2 separate regions of the Mus musculus genome follow, and region 1 is linked to region 2. Evidence: chromatin contacts called from public Hi-C data. All regions are on one chromosome and are shown on one strand. Each heading gives the region's core, a stretch centred on a gene start, on an enhancer-like site or on the middle of the called end of the contact. The rest is flanking DNA. Distances are from core to core; before and after follow the strand shown. Region 1 overlaps Stam (signal transducing adaptor molecule (SH3 domain and ITAM motif) 1). Region 2 holds the start of Hacd1 (3-hydroxyacyl-CoA dehydratase 1).

Evidence for each region. A called contact is a pair of places that touch in the nucleus more often than the background predicts.
Region 1: a contact with region 2 is called in a Hi-C map of muscle stem cells, with 1.6 times the contacts expected there. The contact joins the enhancer-like site here to the promoter of Hacd1 in region 2. A contact is called at or near these places in 5 of 39 promoter capture datasets (3T3-L1-derived adipocytes, the HPC-7 cell line, fetal liver and 1 more), 1 of 15 datasets of contacts at CTCF or cohesin (CD8 T cells), 5 of 484 Hi-C or Micro-C datasets (colon epithelium, embryonic stem cells, liver and 2 more), 3 of 115 datasets of contacts at active chromatin or transcription factors (embryonic stem cells and heart atrium) and 3 of 9 other capture datasets (adipose tissue, liver and pancreatic islet).

What each region holds. Positions count from the first base shown.
Region 1 is chr2:14,112,450-14,116,865 of GRCm38.p6, forward strand. It overlaps Stam (signal transducing adaptor molecule (SH3 domain and ITAM motif) 1), which reads left to right. Exons shown (of 14, transcript NM_011484.3): 3 at 3,368-3,443; 4 at 3,529-3,624. Among named protein-coding and RNA genes, the nearest start is that of Stam, 41 kb to the left of the region's middle. Within about 2 kb of position 2,687, at least 3 of the 459 cell types and tissues checked have an H3K27ac peak or open chromatin away from gene starts, as enhancers often do. A contact at or near this core is called in muscle stem cells, where this site is marked.
Region 2 is chr2:14,054,642-14,059,219 of GRCm38.p6, forward strand. It overlaps Hacd1 (3-hydroxyacyl-CoA dehydratase 1), which reads right to left and starts at 1,394. Exons shown (of 7, transcript NM_013935.3): 1 at 1,090-1,394. The coding sequence starts at 1,226.

The DNA of each region.
Region 1 (4,416 bases), core at 1,437-3,936, 59 kb after region 2:
CGGGGCATGGATTACCTTATTCAGTACCCTCCTCCCACAAATGCCAGTTTCATCCATATTCCTGGAAAAATAAATATTTACTTTTTCTTTACAGCTGAATAGAACTCATTGTGTGTATGTACTGCTAATACATACACACTCACTGATTGATGGGTGTCTAGGCTAACTCCAGTGCCTTGCTTGACAAGACTGTAGTGGTGAATGTGTATGTATGAGTTTCTCTATAATAGGGCATAGATTTCTTTGGTTATATGCCTAGGAGTGGTATAGATGAGTCATGGTAATGTTATTTCTAGTTTAATGAGGACCCTCCAGTTGTTTTTTGAAGTGGCTGCACTATTTTAGATTTTTACCAATAGTGTGAGAGGATGTTCTATGCTGCATAAACATTTGTTGCCATTATTCTTGGTGGCCGTTCTGACTAGGGTGAAATGGAATTTTAAGGTAGTTGAAATCTACATTTCCTTCATTGCTAAGACTATTTTTAAAACTATTAAGTGTTTAGTGGTCATATGTGTTTCTTCTCTTGAGAACTCTTTATTTAGTTCCATACCTCATTTTTAATCAGCTTTTCTTAATGTTTAGGTTTTTTAAAAAAATTCTTATATATTCTGTTTATTAACCGTGTGTCAGATGTATATCTAGGAAATATTTTCTCCCATTCATGGTAAGCCCCACCTCATGGCCTTTGCTTTACTGCCTCCATGGCCTCTTTCTTGGGTTGACTCCACTTACTGCTTGTGGCTCACCTTGACATTCATCCCACATTCTTTGCATCACTGACTTCCTAGGTATCTGCATTGCTGTTATTCAGGTCCCATTGTCACAGGTGCACAAATTACAGTCTTCAGGGATCTTGACTCTTTCCCTGGCTTCCCAAGCATTCCTTTCAAATCTATAGGGAAGCCTTCATGACCATATAATTCTCAGATTTAGTTTCTTTGCAAAACCATCACCAATGTGAACAACGCTAAGGAATTTTGCCAGCTTGAAGCGTGGTTGGATCCCCTTGGACCATAGGCATAGAGTGTTTATATGTATGGTGAGGTTTCCTGGGCTGCCTTCAGTGAGCAGGATGCCCTAGAACTCTTTTCTTAAAAGAGAGTCAAATGCAGGGTATGGTGTGACTCCTTCAGAGTCGTTTAAGCATTTTCCCTACTGTACTGATGTAGAATATGGGTCTAATTTTTTAATGGTTTCAATCTCTCCAGTAACCACAGTTTTCTGGCCTCAACTTTGCCCACAATTTCTTTCTGAGCAAACTGCAAACTTTCCAGGCCTTTCTGTTGTGTTTTCCATTGTGACTCTATGTAAATTTGGCTAAAAGCATCACTAATCATGATACAGCCTAAATGGTGGCCTGGCTTGAAATATCCTCAAGCAGATTACTCCACACCTTTGAAGTTCAACCTTCCATAAAGCCTCAGGATAAGACTAAATATAGCAAGTTCTTTGCCAGAATGTAACACAAATGACCTCTGACTCCATAGCCTGTGGAGTCCTTAGTTCTTGTTTGAAGCATCTTGAGAAGAGCCTGTACTGTCTATATTCTGTTAGCATTCTAAGCACACATCTGAGCTTCCCATTGAGCTCTGCTTACAGCATTGCAGAACTCTCTTAACTTATATATCTTCAAGCTTTTTCAAGTTTCCCCCACAGATCTGTAATGAGTTCTAAATCATATAAAAAAAAAAACTCATATCAACAATCCCACCGCTAATTTCATAAGTTCATAATTTCATAGGTTTCAGTCTGTCAGAGTAGGGGAAAGTGAAGCAGCTCACATTGTAGCAGATTGAGAAATCTAGTTTATTCTAATTAATTGTCTAACTTTTTATAATCTGTGTGTGTTTTGTACATGTGTGTTCACATGTATATGATGTATACGTGTGGGCGTGCATGTGGAGGCCAGAAGTTGGTGTCAGGTATCTTTTCTAGTCACTTTCTACCTTGTTTTCAAGACGGGTCCTTAGACTTCGGCACATTTGCTATGCTGGCTGGGTCATTGAGCTCAGGGCTTCGTGCACATGTGGCAGGTGCACTTTGGCTTAGATCATCTCTCAAATTCTGGAATTTAGTGTGCACTAAAGTATGGAAAGCATCTGGGGGCAGGAAGTTGACACAAACTTGTGGCTTATCTGACTTGTTTCCTCTTTGTGAATTATTATTCATTACTGTCTAGCCTAATGTCCGCAAATACCTCAATATTAATTAATTAGTTAATTAATTAATTTCAAGGATGGGATCAAATTCAGGTCATGCGGGGCACTCTGTCATTGACCTACGTGCACATCCGCTTATTTTTTTTTTCATTTGTTGTAGTTTTAAAATAATGGATTGAGAGAAAAATGAAGTAGAGAAATATAGAATAGAAAATAAAACAAATGTAGACTGGGATGTATCTCAGTGATAGAGTGCTTCTCTCTATCATGAAAGTCCTATGATCAGTCTCTAGCACCTCAGGAACGGAAAACGAAGTCCAGCTGTTTTCTTCATTGCTTTACATAACCAGAACTTCTGCCCATAATAAAAATTCCAAGAACTAAATGTTGGTCTGGATGTGTGAAGCTTTCTGTTTCTGTTATCTGGTAGTTAGCCTAAAATTCTCTTTGGGTTGCTCACTGAGTTTGTGACACAGTCATTTTTCAACAGCTTGGAGCAGAAAATTGGCCATTTAGCTCTGGTACAAAAAGCTGCCGAATGTGTTTCTTATGTCATAGCTCCTGAGGTTTCCTTTCCATGACAGTGCTTCGTTCTCTTGGTGGCTCTCTTATCCCTGTCTGCACTTATTCCTCATTAGGAAGACCACGGTCACTCCTGCATTACTGTAAACAAGACTTAGGCTGGAGCATCCTTTCCCACCCCATGATTATTCTCCTTGCCTGATTGTATTACTTCACCAATTCCTGTTGCATCTCCTTGGACCTGTCTGCTTTTGATCATCACCTTTCCCTTGCTCACAGTTGTGACGAGCAAGTCGAGCAGGCTCTGTGTGGGCCGGGACCAGAGGAAAAGCACCTGTCACTACCCAAAATATGGGGCAACATTGCTCAATACATATCCCATATGTATTTTCTAATTGTGTAATTGTTTATAGTAGGAATATAAATCTTGCTTCATTTATTTTGTCAGACTTGAAATGTCTTAGCCTTCCTTCCATTTACCCACAGTTCTTACTGCAGAATTAACTAGAAGTGCTTCACCTATGTCTGCTAAGCAAGAACATGTGTTACCTTTGGAAAGCTTAAAGGACCTAGCATATTGTTTGCAGATGTCATTAATAATCAACCCCTTGTATAATACCTTCCCATTTGTACACTGATTGGAGGGACCTCGATGTTTTATTGTTAAATTTCTCATTTTTTAGACCTAAAGATTGTCTTCGTTCCATTATGAGAAGAGTGAACCATAAAGACCCCCATGTTGCTATGCAAGCCTTAACTGTAAGTAGCTTCGTTTTCAGTAAGCAGCACTACTTGATTAGCTCTCAGCATTGAACCTTTTTAATTCCTCACTCTATCCTTGCAGCTTCTGGGAGCATGTGTATCAAACTGTGGCAAAATTTTTCACTTAGAAGTATGTTCAAGAGACTTTGCTAGTGAAGTAAGCAATGTATTAAATAAGGTAAGGAGCATCATGTCTAGAAGTCAAGAAGTCGTCTTTCTTTGTGTTTTTTATTGCTACGTTCTTCCCATTTCAAATTCCAAAGAACGTTTGTGTATGTGTGTGTTTCCTAGACTGTAAGAACTGCGTTTCCTTGAAAAGACTACAGATCCACATGAACTTCTTTGGGGGGGGGGGGGTAGTTCTTCTGCAGGCCACACAGTAGTAGGTTTAGGATTTTTCTGTGTTTTCATTTGATATGAAAAGATACATTCCGGGTTACCCGAAGATATTTTATAGTATTTGTGGCTATTGTGAAGGGAGTTATTTCCCTGTTTTTTTTCCTCAGCCTGTTTATCATTTGTATGAAGAAAGGCTAATGATTTGTTTGAGTTAATTTTATATCCAGCAACTTTGCTGAAGTTATCAGCTGTAGAAGTTCTCTGGTAGAATTTTGGGGGTTGTTTATGTATGTATACTATCATATCATTTGCAAATAATGATACCTTGACTTTTTCTTTGCTAATTTGTATCCCCTTGATCTCATTTTGTTGTCTTAATTGCTCTAGCTAAATCTTCAGGTACTATATTGAGTGGATATCGGGAGAATGGGCAGCCTTGTCTTGTTCCTGACTTTAATGGAATTGCTTCAAGTAGCTCTCTATTATTTAATGTAATGAAATACCAGTGTACTTCTAGGTCCTTTTTTTGGTACCATTTTTGTACCCATGAAAGCATTTCCCTAATGTAGAATCCTTCAGAGGAAACTGCTAGAATTTAATGTCCTATTAAGTCTTCATCTTATGTAACCAG
Region 2 (4,578 bases), core at 144-2,643:
CACATTTTTTTACACGTTCACATTTTTTCTATAAGCTTCAGAGACTTTTAAATACTAAAGGTTTCTTCACAATCCTCTAACTTAAAACGTGAGAAGATATTGAGAAAGTAACTCTTTCTAAAGGCAAGACAGCAAAGGACATTTTCATAATGGGTTTCGGTCACAGTAGACCCATAAGTCATTTGATAGCCCTTTGATCCTAACTTCCTACTCACACTAGGTCTGGGGGGAGGCCAGAGATGGGGAGTAGGGTGGGTAGTCGGTAATCTGGAAAGGACAAGGCCAGAAAGATGCTGATTATCTGCCCTGTTCCAGATGTTTCAAACAAAGTCCCAAGTGGGCATTTCTAAGTGCCATGCTTAAAACAAAAACAGTAGGTGAAGAAAAAACAGTAGGTGAAGACACTGCCCAGCAATCCACAGCACCAGGAACCACACGGCCAGGGTCCGGTGCCCACAGCCAGCGGACAGCTCCCGGCTCGGGTGAATAGACCGGGCCGTTTCTTCAACAGCAGGCGGAGGCGGCCGAGCCGCAGTCGCCTGCCCCGTGGGTCGGCCCCACATTCCTGCCCGGGTCTATACTTAACCTCCGGCCCGCGCCCCGTGCCGCCGCGCCACACCGTGCACCGTATTAGGCAATGCCCAGCGAGCGGCGGCTGGCCGCCCCGCCCCGCCCCGCTCCATTCAACCCCGCTACGCCCCTCCCCCACTGCGCCGCGCGCCCCCGCCGCGCCGCGACCACCTAGGGCCCAGCACGCGCGCTCTTGCTCTCTGCGCCCCGGCCACTCTCCCAGAGTGCTCCGATCGCAAGTGGCCGGGCACACGCGCTGTCCCGCTCCATGTGCGCCTACGGGGCCGCGACCCCCAGTTGGCCGACACGCGCGCTCTCGCTCCAAAAGCCCCCGCCACCGTCGCGCGCCTCCGCCTAGACCCCTGACAGTTCCCCCGTGCGCTTCCGTTCCATCCCCGTGCGCGCGCCCTCGACCCCCAGCAGCCCCGCGAGAGCGCGCTCCCCGCGTCCCCGAGCCCGGATCGCTGAGGGACCGCACTGGTGCTTGCGGAGCGTGGAAGGACCTTCGCGCGCACGTACCCGGCCGTCATGGCGATATTGTAGAAGGTGAGCCAGGCGGTGGCCAGTAAGCCTAGGCGTCTCCGCTTGCCGGCGGCTTCCTTCTCGTCGCTGGCCTCGGAGGCGCCGTTGGTGCCGTCCTCCTCACTGGACGCCATGGTGACCGCGCACGCGGACCCGGAGGAGCAGCGCACAGGAGCGGGAGGGGCCGGCTGAGCGCGCCACTGAAGTGCCGCTGCCCGCGGCCGCCGCCTCGGTCCAGCGCTCCATGTGCGACGCGCGGGGGGTCGGCGCCGCCTGCCCGGCCTCCCGCGAGGGGGAGGAGCGCGCCCCCGGCCGCGCGCCCCGCCCCGGCGCCGCCTCTCGGGAGCGCGCGCTCAGGGCCCTAGCCCCGGGGTGGGCCAGCCGGGGTCATGGCTTCCAGGCAGTGTCACGCGGCGCGCTCCCGCGGGAGAGCTGTCCGCACTGGCTGCGACCTCTTCCTAGAGAGACGCGAGCGACGTGCGCCCTGGCAGTGGGTGCCCCGCTGGAGAGCCTTGTCCAGATAGAGCGAGTGCACCCGAGGTGGCAGGGGTTTTGCCCCGAGAGCAGGGTCTCCCTACCAAATGCTCGCTCTCCCGAGTTTCTGGAGAAGCAACTCCGGCCTAGCCTTGCCCCATGCCTTTCATTACTGGGTCAGACGGATGTCATGGGTTCTAGAGATCTGTTCTAAAGGAAGCTGGGAGAAAGGACGTAGGCAAAGAGGGATAGGTGTTAGGATACTGACAGGAAATCCAGCCATGGTGTTAACAAGTTTCCTGTCCTGCTGGGAAGAAGTGCCCAATGGCTCTCCACATTTAATCTCCCCTTTTTCTCTCTTCTTCTCAAGAACCATTCTGGTAATAGCCCCCTTTCCTTTCCCTTTATAGAGTGTGGCTAAGCAAGCAGCCTAGAGTCAGTTTACTGAAATTCAACCCCCAAATTCCTGACTCCACCAGTCTGGGAATTTAGAAGTTTGTGTATGCCTACATTTCTGCAAAAGAAAATAAAATGGTAAACCTCATAGAGAGATAGGGTTAAGGAAATGATCCATCAAAATCAAGTACTGACTTGATACTGTTTGTCAACTGAAGTATGCATATTAGTACTTTTCAGGCATCTTGCTTATAATGAGAGAAAGACATTTTGCAAAGGGCAACACTGTCAGAGGGGAGAAATGACTATAGGTTTGTCCATGAACTCCCCTGGGTGTGCACATTGTTGTGGATGTGAAATGGGAGGATTACCCGTCCAGTTTCAGAAATGTCAGGGGAAGTGGGGTTAAGTAAAACCTTCCAAGTGGAAAGTGTACTAGGGATAAATTTACTAAAGCAGGTGCCGGCCCTGTACACTGAACATTAAATCACTGCCATATGACACAACAGGCCTCTAAATCTCAAAATGTTACAATGTCAGTTCTCTCCAGATGCCAGCAGGTTTTATTTGAAAAGCTAAAACCTACAGATCCATGAACATGTATAGGAAGAACTAGGAGCATGTGCATAGCCTATTTATTATAAACCTCACTATGAAACTACAATGGTCAACCTAGAATAGTAAGCAGAAGGGAATTGTGGACCAATGTGACTGCAGAGTTCAAATACACCATAACCTGAAGCAATTCAGTGTGGGAATTTTAATCTTTTCAATGAGTGGAGCAACTGGACAACCACAGAAAAAATGAATCTTACATCATGGCTATGTGCTAACTTCAAGGTGATCATAGAATTAAACACAGAAGCAAGCATATGAAACAAGAAGAAAACAGAATCTCTGATGTTAGGAAAAAAGGCAAAGACTTCTTAGGTACAACTATCATAAAGAAAGGAAGGAAGGAGGGAAGGAAAGAGGAAAGGAAAGAAGACTTAAAATTTTACATTAAAATGTAAAAATCTATTCCAAAAACAATTTTAAAAGTGAATATTCACCATACATTCAAGTAACAAGAGTATATGATGAGTCTTTATAATTCGATAGGACAGGGGCTAGGAAGAGAGCTCAGCAGTTTAAAGTGCCTGCTGCTCTTCCAGAGGACCCGAGTTTGGCTCCTAGGACCCGGGTCAGTGGTTTCACAGCCCTGAAACTCCAGTTCCTGAGTATCTAATCCACTTTCCTGGCCTCCTCGGGAACCCACACACGGCATACACACAGAAAGACACACCACACACAAGTAAAATAAAGTATGTTTAATTCAATAAAGGAGTCTGCTTTTGTTTGTCTGTTTTTAGCAAATAAGAGAATGTAGAGCACACGGGAAGGAAGAACTCATCAGTGCCACGCTCGTAGCTGCTGGCTTCACTAGGAGTAGGGAAATTTTGAATTAAAGTGGCTAACATTTCAAAGGGCTGGCAAGGGTGTGTAGCAACTGGCCTTCTTCACGGGGCTAAAGAGAACACTGCTTTGGAAAACAATTTATCAATTTATTTAAAAGATCAACACGTTTAGTTGTCATATGGCTGAGCAATTTCCTCCTTTGTATTTAACCAAGGTAAACAAAAACATATGCCCACACAATGAATTAGACACGGGTATTCATAACAGTTTAGTCATAGTAGCCCTAAACTAAAAATAACCCACATGTCCATTAACACATGTATGAGTAGACAAATGGTAGTGTACTCGTTTAGTACGATATTACTCAGCAGAATAAGAAGATGAGCAGCCAGCCAGTCAACAAAAATGAATCTCATAAAGGTTTTGCTGAGCTAAAGAGGCCAAACAACATATGTAATGTATGATTATTTTCTATGAAATTAGAAAGGAAAAAAATTAGCAGTAACAGCATTGCTTGAAGTTATTAATGTCTGTGGGGAAGAAAGACCAAAACTAAACAGAGGCTGTTGTGATTTCTGTTTTCACACCAAGTTAAAATATGTATAAATTAAATATATTAAATATATAAATATACTACATATTTATATATTAAATTATATATAAAGTGTATATTTACAAATTAGTGTTGTCATTAATCCCAATGTAATGGCAGAGGTGGGGTTTGTTCCATGGTCAATAAATCATCTCCCTTCCAAGCACTCCTTTTAAGTCACTTCTTAGCCATTTGGCTGAGATTAGTGCAAACCACAGAACTGGGCCCAAGATTGTACCTCATTTTCACAATAATGATGGTTTATACAAAGTGCAAAATGTAACATTTTGGAAAAATATTAAATACTTAGGAATATGTAACAACAGATTTACTAAGCTATCTCTTTGAAAATGAATAATTTATTGTGTACTAGTTGTAAATAGCTAATATGGATGAGGGGAAATGAGGGTATATCCTCATGAGCAGTATTTTATAAATTTGGGTTTTTATTTATTTTTTAAGTTTATTTATTTGTTGTTTTCCTTTTTTTTTTTTAAGTGTAGGAGTCATGCCAGAAGATCCCTTCATAGATAGTCATAAGCCGCCATGTGGTTGCTGGGACTTGAACTCAGGACCTCTAGAAGAGCAGCCAGTGCTCTTAACCACTGAGCCATCTCTCCAGTCCA